Linked DNA regions of Mus musculus: region 2 is linked to region 1. Evidence: chromatin contacts called from public HiCAR-type data. All regions are on one chromosome and are shown on one strand. Each heading gives the region's core, a stretch centred on a gene start, on an enhancer-like site or on the middle of the called end of the contact. The rest is flanking DNA. Distances are from core to core; before and after follow the strand shown. Region 1 has its middle 23 kb from the start of Gm15691. Region 2 holds the start of Sh3yl1 (Sh3 domain YSC-like 1).

Region 1 (2,950 bases), core at 263-2,762:
CACTAATTAGGGAAATGCCCTAACAGGCTTGCCTGCAACCTGATCTTATAAAGGCATTTTCTTAATTGAGGCTCCCCTCCCCCTCAGATGACTTTGGCTTATGTCGAGTAGACTTAAAAATATCCATCACAGACTTTTGATCTATAAGGTCCCTCTCTGGCCCTGAGCTGGGGCTTGGACCCTCCCCCATGGATAGGCTAGCCCCCACATTCCATGTAATCTTGGGGATTTGGGTAAACATTGGAAAAGTGTTTCTCTTCTGGAACTCTGGCCCTTGCTTTACAGAGCTTCCAGCAGCTCTTGACTTCAGCAGACCTCTGGTGGTCTGGGCATGGCCACTCCCACTAGTAGGAGCCTGAATGTCAACAGAAAGAGTGCCAGGCTGGTACAGCTGTGCAATAACAGCAAGTCTAGTGGAGAAAACCATGAGGCTGCCAGCCTGAGTGTCCTTGGTGGGTGAGCTCCGCACAGCCCAGAGCTGTGTCTAAGAAGCTATTAGCATTCAGTTATGGCCATGGGAGCTTTCCTCATAAATCGAGGTTCACCAGCACACCACCAGGAACCACATTCCAAACCTTCAAGTAAACAACACACCTCACATTTGAGTCAATATGAACATGGCTTTTCGAGTTTCTTCTGCTAACCGCGGAATGGATTAGCACAGTCCTCCCAGGACCAGGCTTTCCACTGAGGTGTTTGTGGAGAGGCCAAGTAGCTGAGTAGCTATCAGGAGGACAGTCCATCTGCAGAGCAGCAGGACAGACAGCTCATCATGCCATTTCTCCTCCCCATCTCCCAGGGTCTCCACCATGCCAAGCTCCATAGGAAAGCTATGCTTCAGGGACAGGCAGAGGGGTCCCTGGACATCAAAACATGTAGAGAATGACCATAAAGGAAAACCCCATGATGAGAAACACTCTCCTCTAGGCAAACCATTACCGTCTTCAAGGTTTGGTGCAGAACGCAGCCCAGAGCTGTTCACTTCAGTTGAACCTAAACTTTAAAGTGTCTCTTTTGACATTTCAAGGAGGTATCAGTTTTAGGAAGACACCATCCCAGGCCTTGTCCCTGCAGAGACATGGAACAAGGCCAACCCTCCCTGGCCCCAGATCCTGCCTACTGGGCAAATAAAGCTCCAGGTTACTACAGGAAGCCAAGAATACAGACTCCCCTGGAAAGTAAAGGCAGGCCACTGGCATGTGTGAGCGCCTTTTCTGCCTCCCTGCCTTAGTTGGGCCAGGCATTTCACTAAGCGCCTCACTTAACTCCACCAGGATATTCTGAAAGGATGCTAGGTCCTCCCAAATTAGCTGGGAGCCTCATTAATACCCAGCCTCCATGCTTACCACCCCATTGTTCAGGGGTACCCACTTCATCTGTGGGACAGCTGTGACCACAGTGTCTCAGCCTTCTTTGGCACCTCTCCCTGGAAAGTACCACAGCAGAGACTTTGGCCCTCTAGTCCCACATGGCTCACAGGGGCTTGGAGAGAAAAACAAAAGTCTTTTGTTGGAAATAGGCTTTGAGAGAGCAGGGGCCTCCCTGGCTCTTTGCTCTGGCTGCCCTGCCAGGCCACCCTAAGCTGCCTAGCTACACATTTCCCACGCTTCGTGGCCTTTGTGGACACTGTACTGAGAAGGCGGGTGTTGAGGTTATCCCAAATCAATGAGTCATTCTCTAAAGATGCATTTTCTGTCCAAAGAGGACTCCCCCGTGTACCCCCATGCACTGTATACAAGCACAGAGAGACACATACTCATGTGCATGTACACATACACACACACACACACACACACACACACAAATGCACACACACTGGACTAATAAAGACTGCATTTCTCTGCCCTCAGGTCAAGGCTAGGTCACTGTGCACAGGGAGTTTCTCACAGGAATGTCCATTTCTACACAGCAGGAGGATCAAGTCTAACTCTAGGTCCAAGCAAGATCTCATTTCCCAAGAGACAATCTGGTTTCTTCCCAAGCCACAGAGGCTCCAGCTGGTTATAGGATGAATCAGGGACCATGTTCTCCCTGGCATCCATGAGTCCCTGGGACATGCATTCTGTCATCAACCTGGCTGATAGTCACTGAAGTCCCTGAACTGTTCCTTTGTGGCCAGAGACACTTGGGTATACCCACATGGAAATCTAGATCACCTTGTTCATACCCAAAGATACAGGTAGGGAAACTGAGGAAAGCAAAGTCTATTATCCTTGTCTAATTCTTCCTGTGAACAGCAGAGAAAGACTGCAGACCCCAGCTGGAGCTGGCTGTCAGCATGTGAGGCCAGCTGGTACAAATGATGCTAAGCCAGGGAGACAATAGGCCAACAGGGAGGCTAAGGCAGGGAAGCATGACTGGGTCATGGTGGGTAGTGGGGTAAGGAGGGTAGCTGGGACCAGAGGCTGGGCTGGTGAGCAGCTGGGCAAAGTTGCCTGAGCTCTGCTCTAGGTAAAGCACTCTTCTCTTGCTCCAGGTACAGACAAGCAAACTCAGTCTGTGGCTGGCATCCTCTACTCCAGCCTTGTACATCTTTAAGGTCTGTAGTGTGCCCTGAATGCATAAGTTGGGATCTCAGACCCAGCACCCAAGAGTGTAACTGTCCTTGGAAGTAGGAGTTTATAGTGGTGATTATGTTGAAAGGAAGTCACTCTGGTATCCAGGCAACTGGGGTCCTTACAGAGAGGTCAGGACACAGAAAAATACAGAGGGACCATCACGTGAAAACACTGGAAAAGATGCCCTTCACAGGCCAGTGAGGGAGTCTCAGGAGACAGGAAGCTGCCAGCATCTTCATCTCTAACTTTGGCCTTCAATGGTGAGAAAACATCTGTGTTGTTTGAGCTGCCTGTCTGTGTTGCTTGGTTATGACAGCTTGCTTTGAGTTGGATGGAATTTGTGTGGGTCTCTCAAGTCTTCCTGTGTTGAAACTAATCCCTCTGTGAGATGT
Region 2 (2,950 bases), core at 329-2,828, 870 kb before region 1:
GATGCTACTATGGTATTTCAATAACAGGCCACAGAGCAGAATAAAACAGCACCTTCAACCCAGCCGTGTTATTCTCTAAACTTTGTGTACAAGTGAACTAACTCATTAGTAATCGAAACATTTCCTCATATCTCAAGGAAAATACCTGGGCCAGCAGGAATACAGAACCTGTTCACTTGGTAAACACAGAACAGGGCAAGGCTTCTGCCCCAGGCCAGGGCATTCCTCCATGGAGGTGGTTACTTCAAGTCTTTCTTCCCTGGTCTGCCTTGGCAGGGCAGTAGTAACATCTGTTGAAAAGAAGCCGGCACATTTTGCCAGGGGAGAAACCTGCTTCCTATTGTTACCTATTCCTATTGTTCAGAGCACTAAAAGAAAACAAAACAAACAAAACAAAACAATAACCAAACCAAACAAAAAAAACCATACAGGCACTATATACTAGAGATGCAGCAATCAAATTACCCTCCACACCACCCCTTTGTAAAGTATCGCAGAACCAAAGACACTGTGTCAAAGTCCTGACACCTCTACCTCTGGAAGTCCCAAACGCATGTGAGCCCCTCCCCTAGGGACTATCCTTTCCCAGAGATCACATTCCCACAAAGGCCCTACACAACCCCCAATCTGCACCTCCTTCATCTGTGTCAAGTACACAGGATGCCAATTCTCAAAACAATTTGAAACCAGAAGATGGTAAAACATCAGATATTAGGGGAAAAATAACAAAATGAAAGTCTGTCTTCAAAACTGGAAATGCTGGAGGAAAAAAAATTTTTTTTCTGCAATGAAGCGGAACGACTGTGGTTAACAATCAACCAAAACCTTTAGCCAGGAGTGTAGAAAACTAATCTTGAGTTCTGAGGATTTACAAAAGGATCCGTGCAGTATGATCTTGGTGGATGCGCCCAGACAAACCCAGGGACTTGACTGTTTTCTCTCCTCTTTCACAACGCCCATCGCAAGAGGAAGAGTTGCCGCGGTGCCGACACGCCCCAGCCGCTCAGACCCTTACTCACTGGTGCCTGCCGCTCCTCTCGGTACCCGAGCTCCTCACTCCAGTCCAGGAAGAGGAAAGCGTTCTCCTTGGTCCGCCTCCCTGACGGGACCCGCCCAGCGGGCGCACACCTGACCCAGGTAAGGGAATAGGTGTATGCCCTGTTTTTGCCAAAGCGATCACTGGTCCTATACCCTTGCTCAGAACGTAGCTCATCTGCGTCCACCCGCCTCATTCCTTTGAAGCCTTGTAAATCACCCCCTCTTCTTAATCGGGGAAACCCACTGCTAAGTACCGTGGCCCGGCCTGGGGTCGGTGGTCCAAAGGGGTAACTTAGCTTGGAAGGGCGGGTAGCTCCGATCGGAGGAGCCACCCTAGGAGGCTCTGCAAGCCGCTATCCTTGAGTTCATTGGCTGCCCTGGCACATCCTAATCCTCCCTGCTCAACACCGTGCCACCCAAGCTGCTCTGGGGGTCGCCCCGCGTTCACCCCGCCCTCACTCCTTAGACGTGCGACCTGGGCAGAGCTCAGAGTGAACGCTAGCCCGGGCTGCCAACCCGAACGCCTAAGCCCCGCCCTCTAGGCGACTTCTGGCCCCGCCTCTGGCCGCGTACGAACGTGGGGCGGCGGACTGCGCATGTCCACGGTCAGAACCCTGGCAGTGCGCATGCGCCTCGTCCCGACGCGGTTTCTGGGCGCCAGGGTCTGCACCGAAACATGGCAGAGGTTGGGTCCAAGTCAGTGCTGTTCGTGTGTCTCGGTAAGGACTCGCCGACTTAAGGGTCTTTTTCTTTGGGACCCTGAAGTGCTCTCCCTGTTAGGCTTCCGAACAAGAGCGCTGGGCGGAGGAAGCAGATCAGAAGGCCTTGGCTGGGCCCGCGTCTGAGCACATACTCGTTTGTCTGCCTTTTTCATATGCATCCCCCATCATCTGGTACTCCTCTGAGCCCGAGATCTGTGTAATTTTTGTCCCAGATTATGCCCTTCCAAAGCCCATGTCACCCTTCCGAGTGCCCTTCAACCACAAATCTTTGTGCGAGTTCTCTCTCTCAAGCCCGTAGACCCCTCTCACTTGCTCCTCCTCTTTTAAGTCTGAGAGTCGCCCATCATCTGCTTTGGCAGTTACTTCCAAATCTCTGTGCTGAAAAATATCCAACCAAAACAACTTTAGGGAGAACAGATTTGTTTTGACTCAGTTTCAGAGGTTCAGGCCCCTTTTGAATGGTTGTAGATTCTGGGCTTGTGGTGAGGCAAGGCATCATGGTCCTTCAAGGTGGCCAGAGCATGAGTCAGGGACTATTTGCTCCTGTGGACGGGAATCACAGAAGGGGAGAGTAGAGAGCAAGACAAGCGTTAGCCCCAAGAGCACGCATCGGGATGTATTTTCTTCTGCTCAGCCACACTTGTATCTTTCATTACCTCCAGTCATTTCCTCATATTTTGAATCTACTGGGTTAAACCATTGACTAGGTCAGTGCCCTTATGATCACATCCTCGGGGGATAAGCCATCACCGACGTCCTGAGAGTTGTCTTTTTCTAATCAGTTAAGGTCTCGATGACGATTAATCATCATCCCTGTTATTCCCTCATGCTCTTGTCCGTCACCTAACTTGCTTTTCTTCCTTTGAACCCTCTCACCTGCTAACTGGCCCAGGTGGCTTCATATCTGTAGTGTGACTCTCTAAGCTGGCCCCTTCTATTAGAACAGCTGGAGTTCTTGCCGGAAACCCCCACCCCCACCCCTGTTCCCCATTGTGCCAACGTGAGCCTAGGTTACAGGAAGACCATTCTGTGACAGGTTTGTTTGATGTCATCCTTGGGTCACAGTTGCTATGGTTCTCAGCCAGTCTCTTTTCTTTAGGTCTCTCTGAAACCTTGGTTTTCAGTCCCTAGGACAATTACTCATGCCATGTGAAAAACAGTTTGTTTTTAAATGAATAATCTTTTAAGTA

Evidence for each region. HiCAR-type assays count read pairs that join an accessible place to other places.
Region 2: a contact with region 1 is called in a HiCAR-type map of astrocytes, with 3 times the contacts expected there. The contact joins the promoter of Sh3yl1 here to the enhancer-like site in region 1. A contact is called at or near these places in 5 of 39 promoter capture datasets (embryonic stem cells, hippocampal neurons, liver and 1 more), 2 of 484 Hi-C or Micro-C datasets (cerebellar granule neurons and uterus), 9 of 115 datasets of contacts at active chromatin or transcription factors (astrocytes, craniofacial prominence, embryonic forebrain and 4 more) and 1 of 9 other capture datasets (embryonic stem cells).

The regions. Positions count from the first base shown.
Region 1 is chr12:30,035,428-30,038,377 of GRCm38.p6, reverse strand. No RefSeq gene overlaps it. Among named protein-coding and RNA genes, the nearest start is that of Gm15691, 23 kb to the left of the region's middle. Within about 2 kb of position 1,512, at least 68 of the 459 cell types and tissues checked have an H3K27ac peak or open chromatin away from gene starts, as enhancers often do. A contact at or near this core is called in astrocytes and embryonic forebrain, where this site is marked.
Region 2 is chr12:30,910,297-30,913,246 of GRCm38.p6, reverse strand. It overlaps Sh3yl1 (Sh3 domain YSC-like 1), which reads right to left and starts at 1,578. Exons shown (of 10, transcript NM_013709.5): 1 at 1,020-1,578. The coding sequence starts at 1,020. It overlaps Acp1 (acid phosphatase 1, soluble), which reads left to right and starts at 1,635. Exons shown (of 6, transcript NM_021330.4): 1 at 1,635-1,757. The coding sequence starts at 1,715.